Regions from separate parts of the Mus musculus genome. Here region 2 is linked to region 1. A link is a contact called in public HiChIP or PLAC-seq data. All regions are on one chromosome and are shown on one strand. The core of a region is the stretch at or near the end of the contact, and the rest is flanking DNA. Distances in the headings are between cores, read along the strand shown. Region 1 holds the start of Fkbp3 (FK506 binding protein 3). Region 2 overlaps Fancm (Fanconi anemia, complementation group M).

Region 1 (3,822 bases), core at 727-3,226:
GGGCTCCCGCAGCCGCGCAGAAGCCGCCATCCCCGGGATCCAGCTGCCGCTCAGCCTCGTACGCCGCCACCAGCAGCACCTCGTCGTCCTCCTCCGGCAGCGCCTCCGCCATCGCGGGCGAGCGCGGCTGGCCGCATCCCGAGTCTCCGGAGCCCCGCACGAGGCTCGGGCCCCACGTCTGGAAGAGCGTTCTCTGCCGTCCGCTCATGGTGCCCAGCAGCAGCGGAGCTCCGCTGAGGAACCCGCCTGGATGGCAGCGCAACCGCCGCGACTCGGACGCCCATTAGTCTCCCGCCAGCGACACAGTGGGTCCCGGGGGCGGGACTGGCGGGTTAAAGAACCCGCCGCCGATTTTGCGGCGGGAAGATGATTGGTTGCCATTCCGGAAATCAGAAGAAGCGCATGCGTATTGCGCGAAGTGTGTGACGGGCTGGGGGCGGGTGTCTGGATTTAGCATCTTTGCAAGTTTTGCTGTGTTTTGTTTGTTTTCGTTTTGTTACCCTTCCCATCCCTCGAGCGGGCTTGAAGGCAATCTCAAACCTGGAGCGGTGGCTCTGGCCTGAGGAGGAGTCTGGAGAATCAGGTCTAGGTCATCCTTGACGTCCAGAGTTTCCAGGTCAAAATTAACATAAGTAAATAGAATGTAGTTTTTGCTGTGCTTTAAATGAGCTGTCACTGCTAACGACATACTACATACGGGGTTAAGATACATAACTTCGTGACCCCAGGACAAGCATTCAGTCATCGTTTGTAACCGTAACATGATTGAAGCAAAAGTAGAGATAAATAATATTTTTCTCCATCTATGCTGAGAAAATGCAGTTTTGTGTTATACAAATGGCAGTTTTAATGTTTTGTCTGTCTAAAGAATGTGCTCTGGCCCTGCATTCATTGAGAAACTAAAACAAATACATTTTTGTCGTGGGATTTCTTTTTCTGTTTTCCTCCGTATGTTTTTGTTTCACACGGGTTCTTGCTCTGAGGCCCACTCTGGCCTGGAACTCTGCATGCAGACCAAAATGACCTTGAGTTGGCCAATGTCCTGCCTCATCTTGTAAGGGGCTATACGGGCTCCTAAGTGCTACAGACATACACTTCATATCTTAACTCTCACATAATGATTACAGCTATAGAGCAGTAAGTGTTCTTGCCCAGTTCTGTTAGTGACAGCTTTCTGCTTTTAGTCTTGGGTACCAGTACAAAATCGGTAAACATCTATTTCCTCAGTTACTGAAACAAAGTACAAACACGCGAAGCTCTTGCTGTACATACACCACCCTCACTATCGTAAAGAGGTATTTTAAGTACAGCGTAATTACATTGTTTTATTCAAGTTTCTAAATTTGTAGGCAAAGCTCTGTCGGGAGAGGTTTGCATTTAGTTTTGTGGAAATTGTTTGATGGGCAAGGACTAGGCCAATCCAGATAAGATTAGAGTAGAACTAGCCTAAAATGAGATTGAAAACCCGAATGCTGTTATTTTCTTTAAACCGTTTACAATCTGTACTTTTAAAGACATCGTAAGCCGTAAATAATAAACAAGTGGGCGTGATGGCTGCCCAAAGAACGCCTCAGAAAGCATCAAAATAAGGTTTGCCATCATCACTGCATGCCGCTGGCCAAGAGACCTGCACAGATTTTCATTCTACTCAACAAGGCCCTCACAGCCCAGTGTTGACATCACCCTAGCTCACGAGTCAATCCGGTTTAGGACCATGGCGGCCGGGCCCCGGAGTCCCGCGCAGGACCCGTGGGGACAGAGAGTGGACGGAAGAAACCCCCAGGCTCAGCAAAGCAGAAGCCCCGCCTCCTCGCGCGCCACGCATGCCCAGGCCACCCTTCAGGGCCGGGGCTGCGTAGAAAGTGTGGGCTGATTCCAAAAGGCGGAGGCCCCACCCCTAGAGCGTGGCGTAAGCCCGGGCCACGCCCTGAGGGCGGGACCGCGCCGGATTGAGGCGGGCTGGCTCAGTGCAGCGGCAGCAGCAGGGGAAGATGGCGGCGGCTGTTCCGCAGCGTGCATGGACCGTGGAGCAGCTGCGCAGCGAGCAGCTGCCCAAGAAGGACATTATCAAGTTTCTGCAGGATCACGGTTCAGATTCGGTACCAAAGGCATCTGGGCGGCCAGGCCGGGGCGTCCCGGGGCAGCTTCACCCCCCCCGGAGATGCCTTACATACCGGATTCCTCGGTGCCCCCGCCCTCGCCCTCTGTGGCCGGTGCTGGCCAGGCCTGAGCGGCCCGCGTGAGCTCCCACTCTCCCGCCCCTTGGGCCGCCCCAGATTCCGCGGGGTTCGGCCCTTATTTCCTAGGGCAGGCCCTGGAGCTGCGGCCGTAGATTTAAATCCCAGACAGGATCTGTGAGGGCCGAGGACCTGAGGAGAAGGACCCTGAAATGCTGGCGTCTGAGGCGGGGGCGAGGACTCGGGAGTGCATGCTGCCGGGGCGCACAGTGCTGGCCACTGGGAAATGGGAGGGAGGGGTGTAAGGATGCGAGGGAGCCTCGTGTGCATCTAGTTTGTCTTACCCATGTACTGAATACCGAACTATGATCCGTGATTTTCAGAAACCCACATATTACTGTTTTAACTTTTTTTGTTACAAATCTTTTACAAAATAACCTTAGGGGAATTAAATGTGAATTTTTAATACGGCGGGCTTCTGTGATTATAAGCACGCAGATTTGAAAAATTCTAGTTGTATAATGCAGCTTTCAGCCCTGTCCGCATCTTAGCCACCCATTTTGTAGTCACGGGTTATTTTGTTAGACTTGAGTTTTTGCCCTTCAGGAAGGGTCATTCATTCCCACCCCCACCCCAGCCCCCCCGACTCCTTAATCTTTTTGGAGGCAACATCTCATAGCCCAGACAGGCCTCAAACTCCCTTGACCTTACCTTCATCTAGCAAGTGCTAGGAATAACAGCCCTGCTCCATCACGTCATGTTCTGTACCTCAGTTAAATTATTTTGAGGTTTTTTTTTCCGGGGGGGGGGGGTTGCTTTGTTTTTGTTTTTTGAGACAGGGTTTCTCTGTGTAGCCCTGGCTGTCCTGGAACTCGATCTGTAGACCAGGCTGACCTTGAACTCAGAAATCCACCTGCCTCTGCCTCCCAAGTGCTGGGATTAAAGGCGCTCTCCACCACTGCCCCACCTCAGTGGTCATACACGATGTGCATCAATCTACCATTTTAAAATAGAAGGTGCAGCCTAAATTAAGTTTTGCTACAGATTTTCAGATTCAAAAATGTCAAGATAGCGAGTGCTGTGTGATTCCAAAATATGAAAATGCATTTAGTGACATTTAAATGGGTATTTTCCAGTGATCATTCACATACTCATGCCTGTGTTTTTACAGTCCTGTCATTTCGGTTTAAAAAGTTTCTGGGTTCTTTTGAGAAGATTGTATTTTCACTTAAGATCTTGTTGGGAGACCCAAGAACTCTCACACTTCTCCAGGCGTCAGGATATGGTCCAGCCATATTTATGAAACGTGTAGTACACTGTAGAACTGTTTGAGTGAATATACAAGAGTGAAAGGAAAAGGCCCCTTTGCGGATAGACCCACTTGCCATTTTAATGGGTATTCTCTTGAGCCATTATGATGTTCAGCAGTAGAGTTGGGCATTTAATACCTCAATACTGTACTTCTTAAGCTGTCTTTAAACAGCTTATTTATCCCAAGGTAGACTGTAAAGTTTTTAATTGTTTTTCTTCTTCTAGACTCTTAAGCGCCACTGACCTGACTTGGACCATTTCAAGAGACTTGGAACATATAACAGTTTTGTGATAATTTTTGTTCCCCAGTGATAGTCTTTTACCTAAATTAGTT
Region 2 (3,822 bases), core at 434-2,933, 39 kb before region 1:
CTACACACAACTCCTAATGTTTAGGCTAAAGGCTGCTTTTTTTCTTATCTCAACTTCAAAAATTACACCTCCGTAACCTGCTTTCTTTTTTATTCATTGTATTTCTGTTTCTTTATTATTTATATTGTTATCATCAGGAAAGCTTATAATGAATCCATTTCTTTTGTAGAAGTAGAAATTCTAATCACATAAGATATGGTGTTAGCTATGTGATGGTGGTAGCGCACACCTTTAATCCCAGCACTCAGGAGGCAGAGGCAGGTGGATCTGAGTTTGGGGCCAATTTGGTCTATGGGGTGAGTTCCAGGACAGAGAAACCTTATCTTGGAAAAACAAAAACAAAACCAAAAGATAGTGTCTATTGTTCTACTAAGCATATACCTGTAAGATCAAATATACTAATTTTTTCTTCTGTGCATGCTTTTTCTTATATTACTTATCCTAAAACAATTTAGGTTACTGTGGCTGAAAAGATGACTCAGTGGTTAAGAGTACACACTGCTCTTCCAAGGACCCGAGTCTGCTTCCCAGCACCCGTGCTGGGTGGCTCCAACCATTGTAATTTCAGCTCCAGGGCCTCTGATGACCTTTCTTGCCTCCCAGAGACAGGCACAGACACAAATAGACACCCCCACACCCCTAGGAATAAAAACGCCTGTAATTTACTTACCCTGAGAACTCTGGGTTTTTTTACAGCATGAATGGGTGAGTCAACTTCGTTGTTTTTCTGATCCTGGATGAAACAGACAAACAGTTTAAGATATAACACAGTCAGGAAGCGGGAGCATGGCTTCACTGACTGCAGCACTGTGGGGAAGGAATGACTTACCTCCGGGGACTTTAGGACATTTCTTTTTGGTTTTTTAGTTTTTCTCAGGAAAACATCATCTTCGCTTTCACTAGTTAAGTGTTCAACTATAATTGAAAAATGAATCTGGTCAATAGTTAAAGTTACTCTATCACAATCATATTACTGATTACCATAATAAAAATGTCCTAAATTTCTTAATCTTCCAAAGACAAACAGACATGTGACATATGTTCACAAAGATGTGTGTGTGTATACACATACATACACACACACATACACATATACATAAACTTTACAGTATTTTAAAAAAAAGAACAGAGAAGAATAAAAGACATTAGTTTGCTGATAAATACATATTTAAGAGCCTGGAGAGATAGCTTAGTAGTTAGAGCATTAGCTGCTCTTACAGAGGACCAGGGTTCAGTTCCCAGCACCCACATGGCATTTACAACTTTCTGTAACTCTATTTCTAGGGAATACAACACCCTATTCTAATATCCAAGGGTATTACCATGCATGTGGTATACTTTCACTTGTGCAGGCAAAATACTACTCATATACAGGAAATAAAAATAAACTTATAAAAATATGTATTTAAAATGAAGCCCCAACTTACAAAATGTAAAGAGAAAAAGCAAATGTGCTCTTATCAGTCCATCATGCCTTTTTTTTTTTTTTAAATGAAACATTTACCATGTGTGGGACATTCGTAAGGCACAGCACACATAGGGAGATCAGAGAACAGCCTGTGGAGTCTCTTCCCTACTCTTCCTAGCTGATCACAATTTCTCTTTCCCCTTCAGTGTAGGATAGACTTAGTTCCTAACAAAAGCCTTCAGTGGAGCTGGGGTGTGGGATGTGGTGGGTGTAGCTCAGTTGGCTCAGCATGCACAAAGCTTTCTTGATTTCCATCCCCAGCACTAACAAACTGGGAGTGGTGCTAAATAAATCTGCTATGGCTGCCCAAGCCAGCAATCCCAGGATCAGAGAGCTGGGTAGGAGTGAAACTTCAAGGTCATCCTCTGCTACACAGGGAATTCAAGGGTAGCCTGGGTTCACTAAAAATCTAAAATACTTTTAGTTAAATATAATGTGTGTGTGTGTGTGTGTGTGTGTGTGTGTGAAATTAAGCATTTGAACCCGAAGACCCAGGTATGGTCTCTAGAACCTATGCTAGGACAAAACCCCTAAAAATTATCCATTGACTTTCACACACTCAAACTGGCATGTGTGCACCCCCATTCTACACATAGTATATACCATACACACTGTTGTGGTTTGAATGAGAATGGCTCTGTACTTTCCTATGTTTGAATACTTGGGCCCCAGTTGTTGAGAACACTTGGAAAGGGTTAGCAGGTGTGGGTATTAGAAGAGGTGTGCCACTGGGGACAGATGTTAAGGTTTTTAAGTCCATGCCATTCACAGTTAGCTCTCTGCCTTGTGCTTGTGGATCAGATGTGAGCTCTCAGCTCTTTTCTAGCACCAGGTGTGCTTGCTGCTATGCTTCCAACACCACGATGTTGGAATGTCAATAAACTCTTCTATAAGTTGCCTTGGTCATAGCATCTCTTTAAAGCAATCAAAAGGTAACTAAGACAGGGCTGGAGAGATGGCTCAGCAGTTAAGAGCACCAGCTGTTCTTCCAAAGGACCCAGGTTCAATTCCCAGCACCCACATGGCAGAATACAGAGCTGCCCGTAACCTTTTCCTGTGTAACATCCTCACTCAGACGTATATGCAGGCAAAATATCAATGTACATTAAAAAGGAAGGAAGGGAGGGAGGGAGGGTGGGTAGGTACTAAAACAGGCTGGTACCTGGAGTACTACAGATGTGACAGGTTTGACCATGATGTTTTTGGAGAGCTGTGGAGGACTGGTAGGGGATTGGAAGACAGTAGTGTTGAGAGCAATGTGGGCTGTGGAAGCACAGTGCAAGGATACAGAGAGGGTAACAATATCAGCAAATAGAATAGAGACAGCTAGGGGCACAAAAGTCTGTGCAACCAGAGCATCAGGAAAACTAGGATTAAACACACTGGGACTTCTTATTGGAGGAGATAAAATGCCTGTTTTCCTGCCCAGAAAAGTGGAAGTGGCTTTGCTAGACTCTAGGCTGTTAAGCTATAGAACCCACCCTCACGGTCACGTGAACTTTGTAAAACAGTTTCTATGCAGTCAGCCCTTACACTTTATTGTGCAACTGGAATTGGACTGACTGGACTGAGCTGCCTGCAACCCTTTCCCCAAGTTGTACTGGGTTTTAAATATGCCGACCATGCACTGCTTAGGATTAGACTCCCCAAATCTCTTTGCACAGTTGCTTCCTGTCTGACACCTGCAGGGATCCTCTCTAGAGACCATTCTTGGGATGTTTTAGCAATGGGCATAGCTGGCCCAAGACTGTGCCTGAAGCGCTTTTGACTACCTTTGCAACAGACTTCAATTCAAGACAGCCTAATCTGACTCTGTCACATAGTCATTAGTGGTCGCTCTTTTTTTTTTTTTTTTTTTTTTTTTGGTGTTTCGAGACAGGGTTTCTCTGTGTAGCCCTGGAACTCACTCTATAGACCAGGCTGGCCTCAGAAATCTACCTGCCTCTGCCTCCCAGGTCCTGGGATTAAAGGCAAAGGCCTGTGCCACCACTGCCCGATTAGCAGTCACTCTTATGCAAGTGAAAAAGAGCATCAGGGTATTTAATGTGGTAGCCAGGGTTTGAGTTGAAAGAGATAAGGAAAAAAGAGAATAGAGGGAGTGGTGTCCTCAGGGAGTGACCCTGCTGAAATAATCCTGCAATTTGTAAAAAGAAAAGGCCTAAAAAAAGTTCTGTTCCTAGGGAGCAACAACAAAGCAAAACTGGCAAATGTAATTCGAGGAGGGGGCCAGGTTTCAGCCCAAACAGGCAACAGAACTTGGCAGCATCCACGTCCACCACATGGTTTTGCCTTTATAGAGTGGAAAAAGATGCAGCAGTAAAGGGGTTGTGGAATCTTCCACAGCTTAGGTAACT

The links. HiChIP or PLAC-seq counts read pairs in DNA pulled down with a chosen protein or histone mark.
Region 2: an H3K27ac HiChIP or PLAC-seq map of embryonic stem cells shows a contact between it and region 1, with 33 read pairs. The contact joins the enhancer-like site here to the promoter of Fkbp3 in region 1. A contact is called at or near these places in 2 of 39 promoter capture datasets (the C10 cell line and embryonic stem cells), 18 of 484 Hi-C or Micro-C datasets (the Ba/F3 cell line, the HL-1 cell line, embryonic stem cells and 2 more), 12 of 115 datasets of contacts at active chromatin or transcription factors (the SCID.adh cell line, bone marrow-derived macrophages, embryonic stem cells and 3 more) and 3 of 9 other capture datasets (adipose tissue, liver and pancreatic islet).

The regions. Positions count from the first base shown.
Region 1 is chr12:65,072,092-65,075,913 of GRCm38.p6, reverse strand. Fkbp3 (FK506 binding protein 3) reads left to right here and starts at 1,976. Exons shown (of 7, transcript NM_013902.4): 1 at 1,976-2,099. The coding sequence starts at 1,992. Fancm (Fanconi anemia, complementation group M) reads right to left here and starts at 311. Exons shown (of 23, transcript NM_178912.4): 1 at 1-311. The coding sequence starts at 208.
Region 2 is chr12:65,110,867-65,114,688 of GRCm38.p6, reverse strand. It overlaps Fancm (Fanconi anemia, complementation group M), which reads right to left. Exons shown (of 23, transcript NM_178912.4): 15 at 830-915; 16 at 671-733. Among named protein-coding and RNA genes, the nearest start is that of Fancm, 37 kb to the right of the region's middle. Within about 2 kb of position 1,683, at least 13 of the 459 cell types and tissues checked have an H3K27ac peak or open chromatin away from gene starts, as enhancers often do. A contact at or near this core is called in embryonic stem cells and trophoblast stem cells, where this site is marked.